Linked DNA regions of Gossypium hirsutum: region 2 is linked to region 1. A link is a contact called in public Hi-C data. All regions are on one chromosome and are shown on one strand. The core of a region is the stretch at or near the end of the contact, and the rest is flanking DNA. Distances in the headings are between cores, read along the strand shown. Region 1 holds the start of LOC107901115 (GATA transcription factor 21). Region 2 has its middle 33 kb from the start of LOC107901113.

Evidence for each region. A called contact is a pair of places that touch in the nucleus more often than the background predicts.
Region 2: a Hi-C map of leaf shows a contact between it and region 1, with 2.5 times the contacts expected there. The contact joins the enhancer-like site here to the promoter of LOC107901115 in region 1. A contact is called at or near these places in 8 of 34 Hi-C or Micro-C datasets (callus and leaf).

Annotation. Positions count from the first base shown.
Region 1 is chrD06:13,283,263-13,287,994 of Gossypium_hirsutum_v2.1, reverse strand. LOC107901115 (GATA transcription factor 21) reads left to right here and starts at 2,915. Exons shown (of 3, transcript XM_016826992.2): 1 at 2,915-3,599; 2 at 3,689-4,051; 3 at 4,171-4,732. The coding sequence starts at 3,414. The coding sequence ends at 4,518.
Region 2 is chrD06:13,325,196-13,329,927 of Gossypium_hirsutum_v2.1, reverse strand. No RefSeq gene overlaps it. Among protein-coding and RNA genes, the nearest start is that of LOC107901113, 33 kb to the left of the region's middle. Within about 2 kb of position 1,862, at least 3 of the 9 cell types and tissues checked have an H3K27ac peak or open chromatin away from gene starts, as enhancers often do. A contact at or near this core is called in leaf, where this site is marked.

The sequences.
Region 1 (4,732 bases), core at 1,666-4,165:
TTAATGAGGTGTGATCGGGTCACCTCGTAAAATGGTTGTTTTTAATAAACGATTTAGATTTATTAAAACAATGCTTTTGGTCTGCGAAATTCAGAAAAAATAGGTTCGGGAGTCGGTTACGTACGAGGAAGGATTAGCACCCTCGTAACACCTAAAAATTGGTACCTAGTTGATTAATTAGTGTATTAATGTCGAGAATTGAAAATTTTGAAGAGATTTAAAATACGATCCTTTGTGAAAACTTATATAAAACAAGTTACCCATTAAGACTCTCTCATTTCGAAGAGAGAAAATGTCACACCCAATGAGTTAGGGCATGATATTTCACATCCTCAAAAATGAACTTGTCCAAAAGACTCGTGCAATAAAATTTAAAAGGATATTCAATTGTTTAAGTCAGATGAAGAAATCGCAGTCCAATACATTAGGGCACAATTTCTCAATATTCTAAACATTGAATATTGCCTTTATTATTTTTTAGAAAAATCTTCATCTCGAGAAATCAACGTGTCACATCCAATGCGTTAGGACACAAAGTATTGAATTCCCGATAATGAGCTTTTTATTTATGTTTTGATTAAAGAGCATTCTCGATTATTCAGATTCAACGAAAGAGTTGGAACCCAATACGTTAGGGCTCAATCCTTTCGAAGATTCCAAATACCTAGTATTGCCCTTATTTTTCAAAATTTTCTTTTTATACGAATTTGGGTAAAAATTATATAATGGAGTAACAATTGTGATAATGTAAATATAAATAGCATGATCAAGAACAATAATAATAATAATAATGATGATGATGATGACGAAAAGATAAATAAAAAAACAAATTAATCATGTATACACAATATCAAGTAAATAAACAAATAAAACCGAAGCATTTAAAGAATATAATAATGATAATAATGGTCATGTGAATAAATAAATAAATAAACATCAAGTAAAGCAATAATAATAACAAAGAAAATAGATAAAAATTATAAAATATAAAAATATATATATGTACATATAAGAAAAATATATATGTATGTGAATTATAAATATATATATAAATATACATATTTTAATATGTAATATATATATATATATATAAAAGTATGTATATAAAATTATGAAACATAGAAAATATATAAAAGTATGTGTATATATATATTTATAAAAATTAAAAAATGTGTACGTATATGTATATATTATAAAATGCATGTATGTACACATGCATATATAACAAAATTTGAAATTTAAAGGCATAAAAAGTAAATAATAATGATACAAGATTAATGATGCTACATAATAGTATTAATAATATTAATTTAATTAATTTAATAATAAAAAAACTAAAATAACAAATAGATGATTAAATAGCATCGACCAATGAATTTAAAACAAAGAGTATAAAAAAAATAAGGCAAAATAAAATGTAAACAAATTTGAAAATAATGAATTTGAAAATGAATAATAAGGGAAAAATAGATTTGAAATCAACAATATACAAATCAATAAATAAATTATACACAGATCAACAAAATAAAAACAAATCACAGAAAATAAGAACGCAAGAGAGAGAGAAATTTGAGTGAATACTCTTAAGAATTATTATTACTCCCAAATCAAGTGTTTTACAATGAAGGGAGGCCTCTATTTATAGTTGAGCCTCCCCAAATCTAACAGTACAGATCAATTACATCAACGACTAAGATTAAAGAGTATCTACAAATTAAATTTCTAATATTACAAAATCATATCTTCTAAGATTGCATATCATATCTAAGATTGCATATATCATATTTAAGATTGCATATCATATCTAATATTGCTTATCCTTGAAGATTATGTTTCCATAAGCTTGTAGATGGACCTTCAACCTTTTCAAGTAATGGGCCATTCCGATCGGGCCAAATGATATAATTTTGTACTGGACTTGGACTTTGTTTTATTATTTTGGGTTTATTATTTTTTTGCGAGCCCGGACTAAATTAGCCTATTACAATAAGTTTCCCCGAAATAATATGATCTTCATTGATTAACTAAATATAATTTACAATCTTAGCTCAACTTAAAGATATGATTCAATAAATTGTCAATTTCCTAATATGACAAGTTACTGCAGTGATAAAAGAAGTGAGCACTTCCTCAAATATATCTCAACAACTCCAAATATTTCAAGATAGAACTATCTTGGTTGCTTAGCTAGCTTAAATATTCTGTTTTCTTTTTCTCAATTTTAACAAATGATATATAAATTATATATGGCCAGCTGCTGCCTTCTAAACGTTTCCTAGGTGAAAGGGAAATATGTATGTAAAGTTATATGTAAAAATGAAATTATATAAGGAGCATGATATCGTCAGTGTGAAAGAACATGTATTAATTCTAAGATTCGTGATTATGGCAATTGGCAAAGTTGTGGGGTGCTGCATTTGTCTCTTGCCTGAACAATGCATTGAATGTTTTTTGGCAAGACTAAGGTAGTGAAGAATGGAGATATATCACATGTATACATATATGTCTTTCTCATGAAAACTGTAGCCCTTCTCTTCTAGTACTCATATTTATGTATGCACCGCATGCTCCAATTTTCCTTATATAAAATATACCCTCATATAGAACTAATACTACAATTTATATATCTGAAGATATAATGCTCTTTGTATTCTCTGACTGTATCATGCGTCACCATATCTGTCATCTTACTAGCAAATTCTAGGTATATACTAGTAAAGAAAAAGGCTTAGCCAATTTAATCCTATGGTTCACCATAATGCTAATTTACAGTTTAATAAAGATTCATAGAGAAATTAAATTATATTGTGTTATTATAATACTTGTAATTAAGATTAGAATTTCTGTGAAGATGATCAGATTTTTTGGGTCAATAAATTTGATATATATTGTATATAGTACTAACATGAAGGTCACAATCTGTGAGAAGATCACAATTGGGATCAAATTTTGTTTTATATGTTTAAATTAATGAAATATTATATGATTAATTTGTGTGGCTACCATTAAATATTGAAAGAAGTCTATCTTTTCTGTTCTTTCGAAATGACATCAAAAGGTGAGTAAAAAATTCCTGCAGATAGGGTTTTTTTAAATTTATTATTATTCCTTTAAATATTTCTGAATAGGATGGAGCAGTAGCATAGCATTCCATACTTCTCCAGCATAGCATTCCATACTTCTCCTTTTATTTCCTTTTTGTCTTTTTTAAACATGTTGGCTCAGGTCTCTCATATATTCAAATCACGTGAACCTCTTATTTCTTTGCTCTCCCTCTCTCTCTAAACTGGTTTACCCTTCAATAGCATAATACCCCTCCTTTTTTTCTTTGCCCTTTTTTTTTCGATCCTCCACCTTTACTGGACAACACCAACAACATATCATTGCTGTTCATCACCTGATCTCTCTCCCTAATGTCTTCTAGTAATTGCTATTCATCCCTTTATCCTTTTCCTTTTGACCTTAACGAAGATGATCAACACCAACACCACCACCTTTTTACATTTAAATCTCAACCTTCTTCATCTTCTTCTTCCTCAACTGTTCATCACCTAGCAGCAGGTTCTTGTCAAAGGGAACCCCAGGAGTTTCAAGATCAGGTGATATTATAATTACCACTTCACTCTTTTATTTTATTAAAATTTAATGTGACGATCACTTAGGGTTATGATATGATCTTTTTTTTTAGGCTAAGATATATGTTTCAAAAGATGGGGCATTGGAGAACAGTGACTGCGGACTCAAGTTATCATTATGGAAAAAAGAAGAAAGGGTCGAAAGTGATCATCACCATGAGGACAGTTCTACTAAGTGGATGCCTTCAAAGCTGAGAATTTTGAGGAAGATGATGAGTTCCCATCACACCGATTTATCGAAAAGCTCTTCGCCGAAAATCGAAGACCAGAAGCTTCAGAATCAGCCCTCACCATCTCCAGATAACAGCTGCAACTCTTCCTACAATAATGATATCAACAACAGTCCAATTAGGGTTTGTGCTGATTGCAACACAACTAAGACTCCTCTTTGGAGGAGTGGTCCTAGAGGTCCCAAGGTATAGTTGAATTTCCACTCTTTTCTAATCAATACCCTATACAATTGCTACATAAGTTTTGAGATAATTAACTGACTTTTTTTTTTCATTCTGTTTTTCACCTTTTGGTCGCACTGCAGTCTCTTTGCAACGCCTGCGGAATTCGACAAAGAAAAGCGAGACGAGCAATGGCTGCAGCGGCGGCGGCAACAGCGTCCAATGGAACTATTGTTACAGCTGAGACAACGACAAGCATGAAGAATAAGGTTCAAAACAAGGCCAAGAGATCAAGTAATGGTTGTGTTGCAAAGTTAAAGAACAAAAAGTGCAAACTCAGTTCCCAACCCCAAGGTAGAAACAAGCTTTGTTTTGAGGACTTGAGGATAATATTGAGCAAGAGCTCGGCTTTTCATGGAGTTTTCCCTCAGGATGAGAAAGAAGCCGCGATCCTACTGATGGCCTTATCGTATGGACTTGTTCATGGTTGAATTTCGCAAAGTCGCTAGGCTAGCTTTTATGTTGTTGGTTTTATTCTTAATTAGCTTTAATAATAATGTTATAGTAACTGAGTTTGTATGTCTGAGTTTCGAGGAAATTAAGATATGAAATTGGTGTGAGGGAACAAAAAACAGCAATGTTTGGATTTTGAATCTTTTATTAAATTATATATATATTATGTTGTGAAGTTCATAATAAATTACA
Region 2 (4,732 bases), core at 613-3,112, 43 kb before region 1:
TTTTTGTAATAATATTACTAATTTTAACTAATTTATTTTCAATTGTCGTATTTTTTGTAAATTTTAATTTTATAAAATTTTTATAGTTTATTTTTTTCTATATATATTTATGAATTTTTATATATTTATTTCTATTTTTATATTTTTAATGTGTATATATATTTAATAAAATAAACTTTTTTACGTAAAGATGTCATGTGGGGCTTTGCGATTGACTATAATATTTTTTAGTATTTGTCAAAAAATGAATTAAAAAATATAAGTGAGACATACTTTAAGTATCAATTTGGGAAGTGATTGATACTTTAGGTATTAAATTGGAAAAGAAAAATAGATACCAAAAGGTGAGAATGAGTATATTTGAAGAGCAAAATTGTGAATTTAGCTACCGATTATTTTGTGATTGTATTGTTGAAACTGTGGATAATCTTGGTTAAGGGAGTTTTTGCTTCCAAAAATAGGTTCTAGTAAAATTATTAATATATTTCTGTTCAATAATAATGTTAAAGAAAAATCCTTATCATGTTGTCATTTTTTATATATAACTGGATATCGGATGAGAATGTAAGAACACCAATGCTCTTGTACACGTTTTCTCTCGTACAAAACTAAAATGTTGGTCCTCTTTTTCCCTTATTAACAGCGGAGAAAAGTTCTCTTTCTCTATTGAAAAGATAGATAAATTAATCATTGTACACTAGATGAGTGAGCAAAATAACTCCCTCCATTAAAATGGTACCGTTAAATGTTTGTTTTGTTGTTTATATGTAAGGTGTAATAATAAATTTAGCCCTCAATCTTTACACAAATTTGAGCCCTATTCTCTTTTATTGGAAGTAAATTAAAATTTTTTTAAACTAATAACGCTAAAAGGTCAAAAAGACCTTAGTAGCAAATTAAAAAATCAATTAAATATTTTTAAAATATAGAAGTTATTAAAAATCATAAAAATTATAAAAAAAATTATTTTATTAAAAATTACAATATCAACCCAATAAAAGAGTAGGGGTTAGTTTTTTTTAAAAAACCTTATAACCATTATATTTTAGTGGAACATTATTGTTATTTTCTAATAAAAAATTATAATTTATAATCTTTTTAATAATTTTAAAATGTTAGAAAGTCTTAATTGATTTTTTTTTTTAAAATTTCCTACCAAGGCTTTTTTACCCTTTAGCCTTATTAGTTTAAAAAAACTTCTAATTTACTTCCAATAAAAGAGTAAGGGTCAAATTGAATAAATGTGTAACGGTTGAAGGCTAACATGTCCAATAATTAATGTCGTTAAAATTCTTTTATTAAATTTAGAGTGATTATCACATGTCCACCGAGTTTTTTTTAATTGTAAAATGTTACACTAGTGAATTTAATAAAATAATTTTAACAGGGTTAATAATTGAACCTAAATTTTAAATTTAAAAAGTTTAGGGATTGAATTTTTGAAAATAAAAATAGATGAACTAAATTTTAAATGTATAAAGAGTACAATGACTTGGAAGATCTTATTATTTTTCTTTTTTTTTAACCATACTCTAAAGATATATGTTTTCTCTTTAACCCTATTTATGAAATTTACAAAGTGCACTAATATAAAATATCACAAAATCTGGAATTAAAAAAAAAATCCCAAAATCTATATAATATAAATATCAATATATTAAAACTTGTATAGATATAAAAAATATGAGATAAGCACATGAAGAGGATATATATATACACACACATTAGGGTTTGGGTGATGAAAAATTTGCAGCCACCATAAGTTATGTAGGGAAGAGGATGGGAGCTATGGGCATTGGGGGGTAAAATGAAAGAGTGGTGAAAGGGGCGATGGATGGATGGGGCCGTAGCAGCTCGTTGAAAACAACCCATGCTTGGACATACCCTTCACATTTCTGACACCCATTTCACCATCAATTTTAACGTCCCCATCCATGTCTCTCCCACCTCTTTCTTTTTAACTCTTTAAACCATTTGCTATACGAGTGATTAACAACCTGCCTACGTAGCCTGCTTCTTCATCGTATATATTATACCCGCTTTTAATATATAATTTCCTCTCTCAATTTAATCACCAATATTATGGTTTAGATTTTAATTAAGTGGTTTAACATTAGCAATTATTAAAATACTCTTGCCGTTGTGCTGTCCAATCTTGTCTTAGTCAAACCTACACGCAATTATTTTTCTCCAAAAAAAAAAAAAATTGTGTTGAAATCAAAACAGGAGTAGTACCGAAAAGACCATAGTACGACCTCGAATGCCCATTTCTAAGGACTGAGATTACTCTCCCATCATCAGTTCAGTACATAGGATAAATAAATAGATAAAAGGAAAATGTAAGACAGACACATGGTTGTAACAGTATCAGGTAAATTCCAACATTCGACAACATCTGATCCAAAAACCCCATGGACAAAACAGTCAAGCACGCCTAGTCTAGTTATAATATATCAAAGGAACATTAGTGAACAGAGTTCTTCATGGGCGGTAGAACTGGTAACCTGGTACCGGCAAATATAAGGAAATGGAAGAATTTTTAGAATAATCCTATGTATCTCTTTCGAATCCAACCAAAAGATAATACTTCTGACTTATGGTGATACACTTCAGATCTGAAACACGAGAAGAGAGTGTGTGTATGTTTTTTTTTTGTAATAAATGCTTTTACTATACAGATTACAGTTTTTTCGTTTTTTTTTTTATTTTAGAGAGAGAAACCATTGTGTGTTCATGTGATGATGTGATATGCTTAGATAGATTTTTGAACGGGAGGGTGGTAAAAACATGGAGAGAGGACCCAAATTCGTTAGAATTAAATCACAGCTAAAATTTTGTCTATCTAAGCGACCAAACTAATCCCACTGTCTCATATGTTGCTTTTAACATCGAGCTTTTTCTTTTGTCTTGTTCCTTTCTTCCCTCAGCTTTTTCTTTATGTATATAATCGGCTATTTTACCCCAAATCACCCAATAAAATTTAATTATTTAGGTAAGTGATCTTGGTTAAAAAACAATTAGCTAAATGGTTTGAAATGAACATTAAAATTAAGTAGGGAGACTAAATGGCTGACATCAGTATTTTTTTGACATATTCATTGTCTGATGATTATGTTAGGTGTTAAAAAATAATTTTTTGAGTGTTGGGGACTAGATGATCGGCGCAATTGTATATTTTTTTTCACCCAATATCATACTAGTATACGTTTATATCAATATTTGAAAAAATAATTTTTGGGTACTGACACACTAATGGCTGACACTATTTTATTAGATTTAAATTTTTTTTTGGAGTGCTGACACACTAATGGCCAACACCCCTTTTAAAATTAAAAAAAAAATTTGGGTGCTGGGACATTGATGACCGACACCCTTGTACTAGATTTAAAAAAAATTTGGAACTTTCTGCACTTGCAACGCCTGTTTCGCAGGTCAATTGCGTACGACCTAGGCGAAATTCCCGAGTACCGGTCGATGTACTCTTGAACCCGAAAAGTCTCCAAGTCGCGTGAATACAATTTTGCATTCATCATCTGCGCCCTTCGAGCGTTTACTACCATGGCCTTTCAAATGGCCTCAATGTACACGTGCCCAGCCTCTATCTGCTTTTCTTGTCTCAGCTCTATCCTTGGCATCAACGTGGTCAACCTATAGAATGTTGCCGAAAAAATAGCAGAAATTGGCAGATGACGTGTACGCCTAAAAACTAAGTTAATCGCCTCTACGAGGTTGGTCGTCATTTGACCATACCGAAACCCATCATTGTGACTTTGACTCCACTGCTAGTTCTCCATTCTACCCAACCACTACCGAAGATGGCATTTTTGGGGTAACGATGTCATCTGAGCTTTAAGCCTTGTGAACCTTTACCTGAACCTGAACGGTTCTAACTCAAAGCTTGCGTATGCAATTTCGAACAAATATTTTAAAAAATTATAGAGTTATAAATTTAGAAAAAAAATTTAAAAAATAAAAACTGATAAATCTTGAAAAAAAATACAAATAGATCCTAAAAATAAAATATGAACAAATCAATTTTGGAACATTATTTTTTACCCATGTTCACGATTTCTCTCCGTCATTCTTTATTCTTATAATCTTTGTGAAAGTTTGTCGCAATGTGCCGGATGCAATAAACGGACCTCTATGGAACTTCTGAATGCCTTATCGTAACAAGTAGTCATTTCAATCTGTTCGAGATGAGGCAAATGTTATTTTGCCTGACAACGTGCCTCCACAAATTATTTAAGAAAAATTCCCATGAATTGAAGGCCTTACCCTCCACGATGGCGGAAGCGATAGGAGGTACATTTTGGTTGTTGCCTTGTGCAACCGGAATCAAAAGTATTTGTGTGTATTTACCGTAGAGCCAGGTTCCATCCACCAGCACCAATGACTTGCAGTGAAAGAAGACCCTAACACACGGCTCAAATGTCCAAAATAATCAGTGCAAAACTTGTTTCCTCGGTTCTATCTCACCGTTCGGGCCTCTATGCGGTAGTGTTTGCAAATCAGTCATCGTTCCCGACACATACTCCTGCATCGTGGCTAACCACCCTTCAAGTTCGTTGTATGACGCATCCTAATCACCATACAACTGCTGCATCACCATTTGCTTCACCCACTATGCCTTTCTGTAGGAAACTCTGTATTTGAATCGAGCTTGCATGTCTGCAATAAGGATCGATACAGGGATGGTGGGCATGTCTTTCACCAATGAAATGATGCAGTT